Linked DNA regions of Mus musculus: regions 1 and 3 are each linked to region 2. A link is a contact called in public Hi-C data. All regions are on one chromosome and are shown on one strand. The core of a region is the stretch at or near the end of the contact, and the rest is flanking DNA. Distances in the headings are between cores, read along the strand shown.

What was found. A called contact is a pair of places that touch in the nucleus more often than the background predicts.
Region 1: a Hi-C map of B cells shows a contact between it and region 2, with 5 read pairs. The contact joins the promoter of Egln2 here to the promoter of Fosb in region 2. A contact is called at or near these places in 1 of 39 promoter capture datasets (cranial neural crest) and 1 of 484 Hi-C or Micro-C datasets (B cells).
Region 3: a contact with region 2 is called in a Hi-C map of CD4 T cells, with 5 times the contacts expected there. The contact joins the promoter of Zfp36 here to the promoter of Fosb in region 2.

Annotation. Positions count from the first base shown.
Region 1 is chr7:27,164,832-27,168,823 of GRCm38.p6, forward strand. It overlaps Egln2 (egl-9 family hypoxia-inducible factor 2), which reads right to left and starts at 1,971. Exons shown (of 6, transcript NM_053208.4): 1 at 1,853-1,971; 2 at 1-897. The coding sequence starts at 667. Rab4b (RAB4B, member RAS oncogene family) reads right to left here. Exons shown (of 8, transcript NM_029391.2): 8 at 3,602-3,973.
Region 2 is chr7:19,308,053-19,312,582 of GRCm38.p6, forward strand. Fosb (FBJ osteosarcoma oncogene B) reads right to left here and starts at 1,993. Exons shown (of 4, transcript NM_008036.2): 1 at 1,254-1,993. The coding sequence starts at 1,379.
Region 3 is chr7:28,376,384-28,380,527 of GRCm38.p6, forward strand. Zfp36 (zinc finger protein 36) reads right to left here and starts at 2,845. Exons shown (of 2, transcript NM_011756.4): 1 at 2,791-2,845; 2 at 401-2,110. The coding sequence starts at 2,814. The coding sequence ends at 1,175.

The DNA.
Region 1 (3,992 bases), core at 721-3,220, 7.9 Mb after region 2:
CCACCTCAGCCAGCACACGGCCACCCAGTACTGCCCCCAAGAAGTTGTCCTTGACACAGATACCATAGTACCGCATGCAAGGCACAATATAGTCCAGGGCCAGGCGCTCAGGTGCAGAGGGCTGGACTTCCTCCCTCAGCCTAGCACTTGCCTCGCCACTGCTACTGGTAGTGTTGCTGCTGCTGCTGCTGCTGTTGCTGGCACCGCTGTCACAGCCCATACCACTTTCCCCCTTGGCCTCCTGGTTCTCTTGCCTGGCCCACGGTCGCTTGCTGGGTGAAGGGGCATCCCCACCATCCTTGGCCCACTTCCGTTTGGGGGCCTCAGGCCGGGCACCCTGGGCCGCCAGTCGCTGGCACTCCTTGGTGACCAACGCAGCAGCACCTTCACTCTGCAGTGGCCAAAGCTCACCACCATCCTGCCCACCAAAGCCCTCCCGCAGGGGACTGGCAGTGGTCGTAGTAGCAGTGGCTGTGGTTCTGGGGGTCCCATTGCCAGCCGAGGCCTCCCCAGATGCTCCTGGACGGTGATAGGCCGGGAGCAGAGGGCAGGGCAGGTAACTCTCCACCCCCATTCTGGCTCGGCTAGACTCCAAGGACTCTGACACAGACCCTGGCAACTGAGGGAGAGCTTGATTCAGGGCCTGCGGCTGGCACGGGCTGTCCATGGCAGCAGTGTCTTCATCCCCCGGGCATGGAGGGCACGGCCCGGGCCCATGGTGCCACCCTCCTCCGCCTCCTCCTCCTCCACTTGATGCAGCCCGGGGCCGCTGGGCCTCGTGTGGGGCAGGGTGAGGCAGGGCAGGCAGCAGGGGCTCCTCTAGTGCTCTGGGGGTGCTCGCTGGTCCCCAAGTCCACAGTTGTCTCTAGGAGCTTGAGAAGGGACTGATGGGGGTGGCTGGAAAAGAGAAAAGGAAGAACTTAAAAGAAGTCAAGAGACGAGCAGGTGGGAAGGGGTGGGGATGGTACCAGCAGGAAGTAGATGACAGACTGGGCCACAACAAACACACACGCACACAGGGAGACAACATGGGGCATATAACTTGGGAATTTGAGAGGGAATGTCTGGCATAAAGAGTAATAGAGAGAAAGTGCAGAGAACGTTGCATGACGGCCCAGAGAGGAAGGTGATAGGGAGACAGATATCTGTGGACGAAAAGCGACGATGCAAGTGGAAAATACAAGGTACCTGCCTGAGGTTTCTATAGAGACTCAGAGAGATGAGGAGGGAGGAGACACAGAAAACGGGAGTGTGGAATCTAGGGTAAAGTCAGGGTTGTGGGGAACCAACGGGCAATGCCACCGCGCAACATTCGCGGGAACCTAATCGCCTGGGTGGAAGATTACGAGCCAGGGCAGGCGGGGAAAACCGGGAGTCCAGGGACAAAGAGAACAGGGAGAAAAACAAGACGGCAGGGGAGCGGGAGGGCCGGTGGGGTCGACCTGTGCCCTACGGGAGGAAGCCTACTGGGGCCCGACACACACCCAGCCGGAAGGGAGGTCCTGCCAGACGGACGGACTGACGGAAGGGAGCCCGAGAGCAGAGTCCGACCCGACTGCCTTCCTCCCAACCCCCTCCGCCAGGACCCAGGGGCCGCGGGACGCCCCGGGTGACTGAGGCGGGGCCGCCTCGGCCCGGCCCCTCCCCTTGGTGGTTATTGCGCGCTCCCGTGGCCCCCAATGGTCCGCCCCACCGCGCCGGGCGCGCGCTTCCTTCCCCACCCCCAACGCCCTAGCGTGGGGTCGCTGCCGCCCGCGCGCGCTCCCGCCTCCAGCCCCGTCGCCCGCGCCCGGCCACCGGGCCTCAGACTCCTTCTCCTCCCCGGGTCTTTCCCTTCGCGCGACCTCCTCACCGAGCTTTTTCCTCCGGCCTCGGCGCCGCCGTTTGTGCCAGCCGCCCTGCGCTTCGCAGCGCGCCATACCCCGCCCCCCACCGCCCGCGACGCCCCGCCCCCGCCTCGCCCGCTGGGCACGTGACAGCGGCCCGGCCGAGGAGACTGCGCGTGCGCGAACCGCACGTTGACAGGAGGCTTAGAACGCACTGCCCAAGAAGTGAGCTGGTCCGGGACGCGAGGCTTATTTGCATTATGTGCTCCTCCCCTTCCACGCGAAAGCAGACACGCAGGTTCAGTAAAAGGCGTTCTGTGAGTTCTCAAGACGGCCCCTTGGAGAGGGGTACAAAAGAGCAGTTTCACACAGAAAGGCCCACCCCTCGGAGCCAAAAGTGTCAGTGAACTTGTCAGCTGGGTTCTTGGCATTTGCTATGCAAATGTCTCATTTACATGGGCCGCTCCTGCACACAGCCCAAGAGTATATTGAGAAATGACTGCGCAGTTAGTTGGAAAGTGTATGTAAATTCCTACGTCAGTAATTTACATAAGCACTTAAAAAAAAATAACGGTGAGTACGGGACGTCCTTAGAGAAGCGAAACCGGGTAGAACAAATGAGCAAATGTGTACTATTTGCATGACCCGCTCCTCGCTGCTCCCTCAGGGCAACTGTGGGAGTCAGATTAAAGCAACCTGGGACAGACTCACAAAGAAGACATTTGCAAAACCCAGCTCCTCTGTAGCCCAAGCGGATTTTTTGTTTCTGTAGTGCTGGAGACTGAATCCAGAGCTTCACATGTGCGATGCAAGCGCTCTACCACTAAGCTACTCTTAATATTTATACCACCATTCCGGGGAGGGCTGTGTGGATAGGGTTATTTGAATGCCCGACCCTTTCCACCAACTCCAGGGCCTAACAAATGGGCAATAAGTGGGCTTGGATACTTGCTGACATTTTGTGAGAGCAGCTGAAGCTGTCCTGAGGGGGGCTGCACCTGTCTCCAGAAGGCTATGGCTATAAAGACATCAGGGTACATTAAGTATGACCAGGAGTCCGGGTTGCACAAGAACCACAGTGGCACATGGCGAAGAATGTTCGTGTTCGCAGGCACACAGACACACACAAAGAAACAAATCTCCATCAGTGCACACACAAACCTCAGGAGCACGTGTTTTTAGGAACACAGTGAGCCACCGTCCTAGTTTGCAGACATGAGGTGGTGTACACTAAGTCAAACCAGGCACAGACTCAAGACCCCCCCTTAGATTCCCAAGTCCTCGGTCTTGATGTTGCACACAACAGCAGCCTCACCAACACAGTCACCAGGCCAGAGACTACTCACATGCCACAGTGTCATACTGCCCCATACATGTCACACACAGGGATGTCATCGCTGCACACACCACCTTTGATGGATCGTGTACTGCCACTACCATGAAGCATGTACACAACCTGGGATGGGTACATTGTAATCCCAGCTCATGGGAGGCTGAGGCAGGGAGACCTCAAATTCCAGGTTAGTCTAGGCTATAACAAGGCCCTGTGTCAAAAAGGGGGGCTGTGTGTAGGAAAAAGCAAGGACATGTATACAATGACGAACTCTGTCCTCAATGAGTACGTGAGCCAGGATGTACCTACCCCAACTTGTCCCACAAACCAAGTCCCACCACCCACAAACAGGGGCTCCTCATGCAGAGGCCTATTCATAGCTTCCATTAGAGACCACTTCGGTTTCCTCATCTCAGAATGACAGAGGCCGAAACACAGGTGTAAACAATGCTTTATGGAGGACCAGGACAGGATGGAACAGGCCTCCAGGTAATAAATAACAGACTTGCAACAGCGGGGCCAGGCAGGAAGTTGGGGCCAAACGGCCCTGGTCTCAAGCTTTGGGAGTTCTTCAGGTAGGGTTTGGGGCTCAGGGGGACTAGAGTTAGCCAAGGCAGAGGAAGCAGCAGCAGGTATGGGGTCCCCTTTCCCCTGTGGCTCAATCTTGCCCCACAGCCAGGCCCCACCAGGCCAGCGAAGGGGGATGGGGGATGGAGTAACTTTTCTGAGACTGGGGCAGATTGGGGCCTGGCCTCTTGGGGCCTGGTTCTGAGCCCCAGCCTTCGGGCAGGGCTGGTCCAGAAGAACAGGTGAGCTGAAAGAGAAGGGCATTG
Region 2 (4,530 bases), core at 743-3,242:
GAGAAAAGTGACAGCGAGAATCTCTCAGACTGTCTTGCAGGGGATGGGGTGACATAGGATCTGCGTCCCCGAACCCAAGAAGCGTCCATCACGCCCCCCCCCCCCCTTCCCGCAAGTGGAATCCTAGAGGCTTAACTACTCTAGGGGGCGTGGCGAGGGAAGGGCTGAATCCCTGGCCAATCAGAGCCCTGGGAACTAAGGGAAGGCAGACCTTTTAGAGACCACCTGGCTGCCTCTCCGTAGGCTAGCTCATCTAGTGTTTGAACACCTCGGAAGGACTGAGTGTCTAGAGCTCAGGGAGCACGTATATGTGTGCCTGGAGAAGGGATGAGGCCTTCAGTTCCCCCTTAGAGGCGCTAACACTCAGCCAAAAGCCTCTAGCTTATGACAACAGGACCAGGTCCACACAAGGTCCTCGCAGACCCATGGGGTGACAACGAGTCCCCCGATCGCGACAAGAATCCCCTAGCTCTCCCTCTTGGAGACCCCCAGCACGGGAAGAACCACAAAAAGCAAGGAAGGGAGCTACGCTCTACAAATAGGAAGGGAACGCTGATTGGCTAAAGCTCGCGCCGCGACAGCCAATCACAAAGCCACGCTGCCCCCTCCCTTAGCAACGTGGCCTCGGCGTTCCAAAATAGAACGTGCCCGGGACGTCAGGGGCGGGGCGGGCGGAGGGGGCGCTGCGCGCTGTGCGTGCCCCGCGTCAGACGGAGGATTCCAGCGCGTCAGCCTTTACGCACGGGTCCCCCGTTACGTCTCCGCGCAGGAGGCGGAGGCAGCGTGACCGGGGTTCGAGGCCCTAACTCTTGCTGGGTGGAGGGTGACTGCGGACTTGCAGTCCGCGTTTTGAAGGAAGAGGGAAGAGGAGGAGGCTCCTGGAAGCTTCTCTGGAATTTTTTGTTTCTTTTTCTTCCCCTACTTGCCTAGCTTCGGCTTAGGGAGCCGGCTTTCGGCTAAAAGTTCTCAGCTTCTGCTAACCACCGGGTATATACTTTGCACCGGGCATCGCCAACGTTTGCCCAGCTGCATTCCTTTCCCGCGCTCCGCGCAAATAACCTTTTGCAAACATCACTCCATTCTTTGCAGTTTGCAAACAACAAAAAACCAAAGTGCAAACCGAACTATTGCAATCCCAGATCCTGGGTTTTGGCGCGTCTCTATTTGAGAGGATGCTCAATCTACACTTTAGCCTGAAAGAAACACCCCCCCCCCCAACCACTAAAGTAGAATCTTTACGATCTAAAACTTACCTGGGAGGCGGCGGCGGTGGGTGGACTGCCGAAGGAGTCCACCGAAGACAGGTACTGAGACTCGGCGGAGGGTGATGAGCTACACCGGGAGCCGGAGTCGTAGTCTCCGGGAAAAGCTTGAAACATTTCCCTGGGCACAGGGGGGCCCCTGTGACCACGCTGAGGTCGCCGGGAAGCCAAGGCTATGGCCGAGTGGAATGAGATGCGAGTCCGGAGTAGACCGGACACGTCTCCAAAGTGCGCTGCTCGGGGAAGCTTAGTCTCCGGTTCGGAGAACTGCCCAAGTTTCGATGCAAGTTCCCTCTGCAAGATCCCAGATCCCCTTCAGACCGCCGCTGTACCTCCTGAAAGTCCAGGCTCTGTCGGTTTCACGGGGGGCGACGCGGGGATCGCTCCCCGCCCAGAAACCCGCCGGGCAGTGCCGCGGTGCAGCGTGCGCTTCAGATGCAGTTCCAATCCTGTCGAAGCGTCCCAAGAAATGAGGGAGAGCAGAGGGGCGCGATCCAGAAGCCCACAGAAAGAAAGTCTATCCTCCGGACGAATCGGAAGAACGATCTAGAAAGAGTCTTGCAAAAAGGAAACCCACAAAACTTTCTCTCCAGTTTAAAAATATATATAAATATATATATATAAATTTTTCACGGCCTCCAAGAAGAAGAAAAAGAAAGAGTCACCAGTAGTCAAGTCCAGCAAGCCCCGGCTCCGCGTGTCCCCGGCGTAGCCGCTCCAGTCTTATGAATGAAACCGGGAGCTGCCGGGCTGAATTTATGCCTCCGGGACCCGCCCCCGCGCTTGCGTCACCCGCAACTCCATGCACAAACCTCCCAAACTCTCCCTTCCCGCCGACTGAGCTCCTTGTGGCGCCCTCCAGGGCCTCGTGCACCTGCCACCTGCCCATAGTGTGACCCTGGGGGTCTCGGGGGTCCCCAAGGCTGCGTTCTGAGGGGCTTCGCGGGAGGGGATCCCGCCCCGCCCTCCCCGGAGTTCCTGTGACGCAATTAGCCATATAAGGAGCTCGGCCAGCGCGGCCCAGTGTTTGTTTGGTATCCTAGCAATTACGTCAGAGGGAATCCCTCGCTCCTGCGCGCGCCCGCTGTTGCGCTGTGCGGAACCCGCCCGCGCCTGCGCAGTTCCACGCTGTCCCGGAGGCTGAGATTGACAGGCGCCTAAACTCCCTCAGAAGGCCCCTGCTGACCCGGGTTGGAGAAGGTGCAACTCCAGATCCCAGGTCTGCTTATACCCCTGGGACCCCACCCTCCCCAAACCGGTGCAGCGCCCCTGCTGGTGAAAAAGAGCAAGGTCCCCAGTGCAGATTCTGGCGAGAGGGGTATAATCAGTCTAGGTGGGGAAACTGAGGCTCAGGAGGAATTGGAGAGTCTGTGATATCTCCAGGTGTAGGGATGGGTAAGGATGCAGTCCCCTCCCCACTAGCTTTGTCACGGATTCTGTGTGACTCGGTGAGCTTGGAAAATGTGCTCCCTCCCTGATCTAAAACTTCAGTACTCATAGCTAAGCAAAGGATAGGTGGCTTTTCCGGGTCCCTGAATCTGGGGGACCTGCAGAATTGGAGCAGGTAGGAACCCACACCCGGTGAGTTCTTCAGGCTTGATGGTGTTGGAAGCCTCTCCTTCCCACTTAGCTCAGGAGACAGAAAAGAAAGTGTGTATACAATAATAATTGAACAATAATAATTGGTGGTGTCTGGTGGTGGTGGCAGCTGCGGCAGCAGCACACATCTTTAATCCCAGCAGAAGCAGGGAGATCTCTGTGAGTTCGAAACCAGCTTGTTCTACAGAGTGAGTTCCAGGACAGCCAGGGCTACACAGAGAAACCCTGTCTCGAAAAATAAATAAATAAAATACTAGTGCATTAATATAATCGGTGGCATGTGTTTAGCAATCAGCAGGTATCAGCCCCAGCAAGATGGTTCACAGGTAAAGGAGCTTGCTACACATACCTGACAACCTGAGTCCCATCCCTGGGACTCACGGTGGAAGAAGAAAAATGACTCCTAAAAATTGTTCTCTGATCTCCACATGCATGCAAAGACAGAAAACAACCAGTACTCATATGTAGTAATAATAATAATAATAATAATAATATCAATATTAATGATTTAAACAAAAGGGGATGTGAGGGCGGGAATGTAGCTTAAAGTGGAATGAATGTCTAGCATGTGTGAAGTCCTGGGTTCTATCCACATCCAGAAGGAAAGAATATATATACACGTATTGTGAACATCCCCTCCCCCTATTGTGAACATCCCCTCCTCTTTCTACCCTTTGCCCTCCTCCTTTCTCTGTCTGTTTTTGAGATGGGGTCTCATTATGTACCACCTTTGGCCTGGAATTCATTCTGTAGGCCAGGATGACCTCTACCTCTTGAGTGTTGGAGTTAAAGGCACCTTCCACCATGCCAGGCATATCTGATCTTATGTCCTGCTTGTTTGTTTGTTTGTTTGTTTTTAAAACAAAGACTAGAATTTACTATGTACCCAAGGATGACAATGAACATCTTGCTCTCACCTCTATATTGTCGCCAGGCCTGGTTTATTACTGGGGATGTAATCCAGGGGCCTCCTGCATGCTAGGGGAGCCCTCTGCCAACGGCTGCTGCATCGCTGGCCAGGGTCCTGATTCTTAAGTACCCACTAAGAAGGATGCCACCAGCAACTGCAAAAAGCCTGGGAGACCCCAGGCCAAGCCTAGGGAAAGAAAACTTTTCCAGGGGAGATGCCACACACACATGTCCATTCACCCTAGACAGGGAGCCAGCTCAGAAGAGACCAAAGTCCAATTTGCTGAACCGATGAATTTTCTATTAGAGTTACTTACAGGAGTGTGCATGGGTGAGGGGTGACTTACGGGAGAAGTCACTCAAAGACAGCTGCGTCACCCAAGCCCGCCCCAGCATGAGTGACAGCTTACAAAGCTGGGAGCCTGGAGCACCCTGCAGAGCCTGAAGACTGCTCCACAGATTGGAGGGTGCTCTCTCCAGATGTCTTAGTTGGTCTAAACCTCTTGCAGGCAGCTTGGCTAGGTTCTGAGTCTTCCAAATAGCTGGTCTGTTGTCAGGATCTCCTTTGCAGCTTGGCATCTTTCCATCTTAGGAGTGGGGAGACTCTTAGCCATAATTTATTGCTTACTTTGGCAGGGAGGGGCTTAGTAAATGTGGTCAGTTTCAGGGACTTCCTATTGTGAGTCTTTTGCCTTCCTGTTTAAAGCACTTCTCTGCCAGATGGAATGTTTCAGTCTTGGAGGAAACTGTTCCATAACTC
Region 3 (4,144 bases), core at 1,595-4,094, 9.1 Mb after region 2:
AGCTGTCTGCGCAGGGTTCAGAGTCCCCTAGGGCCCCCGGCTTTGGGTGACCCCTGACCCTGGCCGCCTGGGCTCGCCTTCCCGCACATTCCGTCCTCGCCGCCCCGCCCCACCCCGCCCTCCTTCCTTGGCCCTGTGGGGACGGAAACATCCCGTTCCTGCCCGAGCTGGGTCAAGAGCCGGAGGGACAGGACCAGAGCACCCCTTACGCCAGAACTAGCTCTCCTTGTTCCTACTGGGTGACCTCATCTCGCCACGCCTCCTCAGGTGAACACCCGGGCTGGTAACGTCACTTCCTGCCAGGTAAGCGCCCCCAGGCAGCACTGCTCACGGAAAGGTCTGGAGGTCAGTTTACCCACCATCACAAGGCTGTGAGCCGCGAAAAAGACAAATTTCATCTCAGTTCACACTCAAGATTTTATTTAAAAATTCCAACCCCCCCCAAAAAATAGACTTGTACGGTAGCAATATATTAATATATTATAGCATATACTTAATACAGTATCAGTTTTAACATTACAAAAAGAAAAACGGAGTAGACGACCCAATATATATAAATACTATAAAATCTTAATACAATAAATAAAGTCGTCATAAATAAAGGGCCCACTGGTTGGGGGAGAAGGGATTTGGCAATGGCTTTGGCTATTTGCTTTAGGAGGGAAATTTGAGCACCAGGATTCTCAGGAGAGGCTTCGACCACCGGACACTGAACTTCAGGGTCTAGTAAAAATTAGGATAGTATTGTGGGAGCCGGCTCTTCACAGCACTTAAGATTCCAGGAGACCAGAGTTGCAGAGGGGCTGGTGCATACCTGTAACCCCAGAACTTGGAAAAGGCTAAGGCAGGATTATATTGAGTTCAAAGCCAGCCTGGGGTACCATAATAAGCTCCTATCTCAAAAACAACAGAAGACTTGGGGCCTGGAAGACCAACTGTCAACTGTCTCCCTCAAACATCTTAGGTACCCTAGGAACGGATCCACCCAAACACTGAATTTGCAAACTAGGGACCTGCCCCAGCCCAGCACCAGGGAAATGGGTTATTGCATCTTGGAATGTCCAGAAGATGGGACTTATTAACTTAGAGGAGTGCCCCAGGTCCCCACAGCAATGAGCAGTCCCTGCCCTCTCTTTGAGATCTAGCTGATCCATACTGGGTAGGTAGGCACTTGTCACTCAGAGACAGAGATACGATTGAAGATGGGGAGACGCCTTGGGGGTGCAGGGGTCTGGGGAGGCCCAAACACCCCTGCCTCAAAGACAGGTGAGTCTGACCCCCCCAGGCTGCTGCCGCTGCTGGCGTAGTCATCAGGATCGGATCCCAGAGAGTGGGCAGATGGGCTCCGAGCCAGGCCACCCAAGGGCCCCCAGATGGTGCTGGGGGTAGTAGACCTTCGGCAGGAGGGGCAACAGGCCTGGTTAGGGTCTCTTCGAGTCACAGGGGTCCCAGGGGCAGCAGAGAAGGCAGAAGGGGAAAGTGGAAGATCCCCAGGGGGCGGTGGGGAGCTGGAAGGCGAAAAGGAACAAGAGGACAGGGAAGGGCCAGAAAAGCCTGGAGGTGGCGGCGAGCTTCTGCGGCCTGAGGGCAAGCCGGAGAAGCTGATGCTTTGTCGCAGCACATGGGGCTGGCCAGGGAGAGCTAGGTCCTCGGTGGGGTTGTGGATGAAGTGGCATCGAGAGCCATAGGGGCAGCGGCCCTGGAGGTAGAACTTGTGGCAGAGTTCCGTTTTGTACTTGGGGTGGCGATTGGCTTGGCGAAGTTCACCCAGGCCGTGAGCAAACTGGCACTTGGCCCCGTAGCGACAACGCCCGCTTTCTGAGTAGGTCCGACAGAGCTCGGTCTTGTATCGAGAGGAGGTGGTGGGAGTTGCAGTAGGCGAAGTAGGTGAGGGTGACAGCTCAGGGCCTGGGCGGGGAGCCAAAGGTGCAAAACCAGGGGGTGGGGGTACCCAGCCACAGCTTCGGCCCTCCACCAGGCTAGTGGAGCGGCCAGTCAGGCGAGAGGTGACCCCAGACGGGATGGAGTCCGAGTTTATGTTCCAAAGTCCTCCGAGGGATTCGGTTCCTCCGTGGTCGGATGACAGGTCATGGCTCATCGACTGGAGGCTCTGAGAGGAACAGGGTTCGGTTAGGCCACCAGAAAAGGTAAGGTGACGTCGCCCCGCCCCTGTTGTAAAGCACTTCACGAGCTTGCCAGTCCGGTTTGTGGGTTCTCGGCCTGAGCCCCACCCGGCTCACACAAACTCCAGGGAGAACCTGACTACAGAGATTTGAGTGTTTCCACATGACTGAAGGTAATCCAGAAGGATCTAGGAAGCCCAGTATCCCCGATCGAGAGAGGGTTCCCCCCCAAATCAAAGCACACTGCTGCTCGCCAACTTTGGGCCTCTAGGACTCCCCCCCCCCCCATATGACCGCCCACCGGGCGCTCGTTTCACAACTTGAAGGAGCCGGCCAAAGCTGACCCAGGAGGCCAGATCTCTCTAGAACTCTTACCCTGTCAACTCCCCCCCTACCTCAACCTTAGCACCTGCTTGGCCACCAAACCGCGCCATGGGCAGCGAAGGGCACTAGACAGGTGTGATGCCGCTTCCGCCCTACGCGAGTGACAGCAGTGTGCCAGCTTTTCGTCCCAAGGGGATCGCCGGTATCTGGACCGAGGCGCTAGGCTCGCTGGCTCCCTCTCTCATTTCCAGCCAGCCAGGGCTAGTCTGAGAAGGTACGGAGGCGTCCCGGGCCTAAGTTTGGTGCGTCGGGGATCCCGGGATGCTGTCTAACAGGTACTCACCTCGTAGATGGCAGAGAGATCCATGGTGGCGCGAATGGCCTTGGTGAAGAGACCGACTGTCGGTTCGCAGAAGTCAGGCTGTGGCCCGCAGCAGGAGCTTTCTCCTTTTATGGGGCGGCCTGGGGGCGTGGCCACTAGAGCTTCCGGGACGCGCCCCCGCGGCGTAGCTCGGCCGGCCTGGTACTAGGCCCCTTCCGCCTATCTGCTGGTTAGCATGCAAAATGTGCCTGAACTTGGCCCTCCCGCAGCTCCGGCCCCTCTCGGGGGGTAGTAGGGAGGGTTGTGTACGACCAACTGGAGGTGATGGTAGCGGGGCGTCCTAGTGTTTTTCAGAGGTGGAAGGCAGTCGGGAAGAGAACTGGGGCAGAAGTGGGGGCAGGGCTCTAGGGACAATTGACAAGGGCAGAGACTGAGGGCGTGTGCGTGTGAGACAGACGGGGGCGGGGAGAGACAAGTTGGAAGAGACAGAGATGGCCAGAAGCCGAGAGAAAAACAAAGAGACAGTGAGAGACATTCACAAGTAGGATCTGCTGGTTTAGGACTGTGATTCCGGCCCCTCAGGGAGGCTGAGGCAGGAGACTGGTAGTTCAAGGCCTGGCTCCACTATACAGTGGGTTCTAGGGCAGCTTGAGTAACTTGGTGAGACCCTTTTCTTAGGAAGTAAAAAGATGCCAGATCACTGATGGCCCAAACTTTTAATTTCAGCACTTGGAAGGCAGAAGCAGACGGATTTCTATGAGTTCGAGGCTAGCCTGGTCTACAGAGTGAGTTCCAGAACAGCCAGGACTACACACAGAAACCCTGTCTTTTTTGTTTGTTTGTTGTTTTTGTTTTTCGAGACAGGGTTTCTCTGTATAGCTCTGGCTGTCCTGGAACTCACTTTGTAGACCAGGCTGGCCTTGAACTCAGAAATCCGCCTGCCTCTGCCTCCGGAGTGCTGGGATCAAAGGCGTGTGTCACCATGCTCGGCTGAGAAACCCTGTCTTGAAAAACAAAACAAAAGACAAGACAGTGGCATATGGTTGTAATCTTGGCATTTGGAGGTGGAGGAAGGGGGATCAGGCGTTCAATGTCAGACTAAGCTATTGATTGAGTTCCAGGTCCTACTTTTAAAAAAAAAAAAAAAAAAAAAGAGAAACCACGAAGGTAAGGAGGAAGTAAAACGAAGTCTCAGCGACTTGGTATGTACTCCTTAGAGCCAACCCTATTATAGAAAGAAAAAAAGATGACATTTACAAAGTGGGGAGACAGTAAGACAGGGAGAGGGGACTGGGAAACAAATCTAGGCGAGGAAGTGGGTTACAGAAAGATAGAAAGGCGAAATAAAAACTTAAACCTGAAGGCACAGAACCTG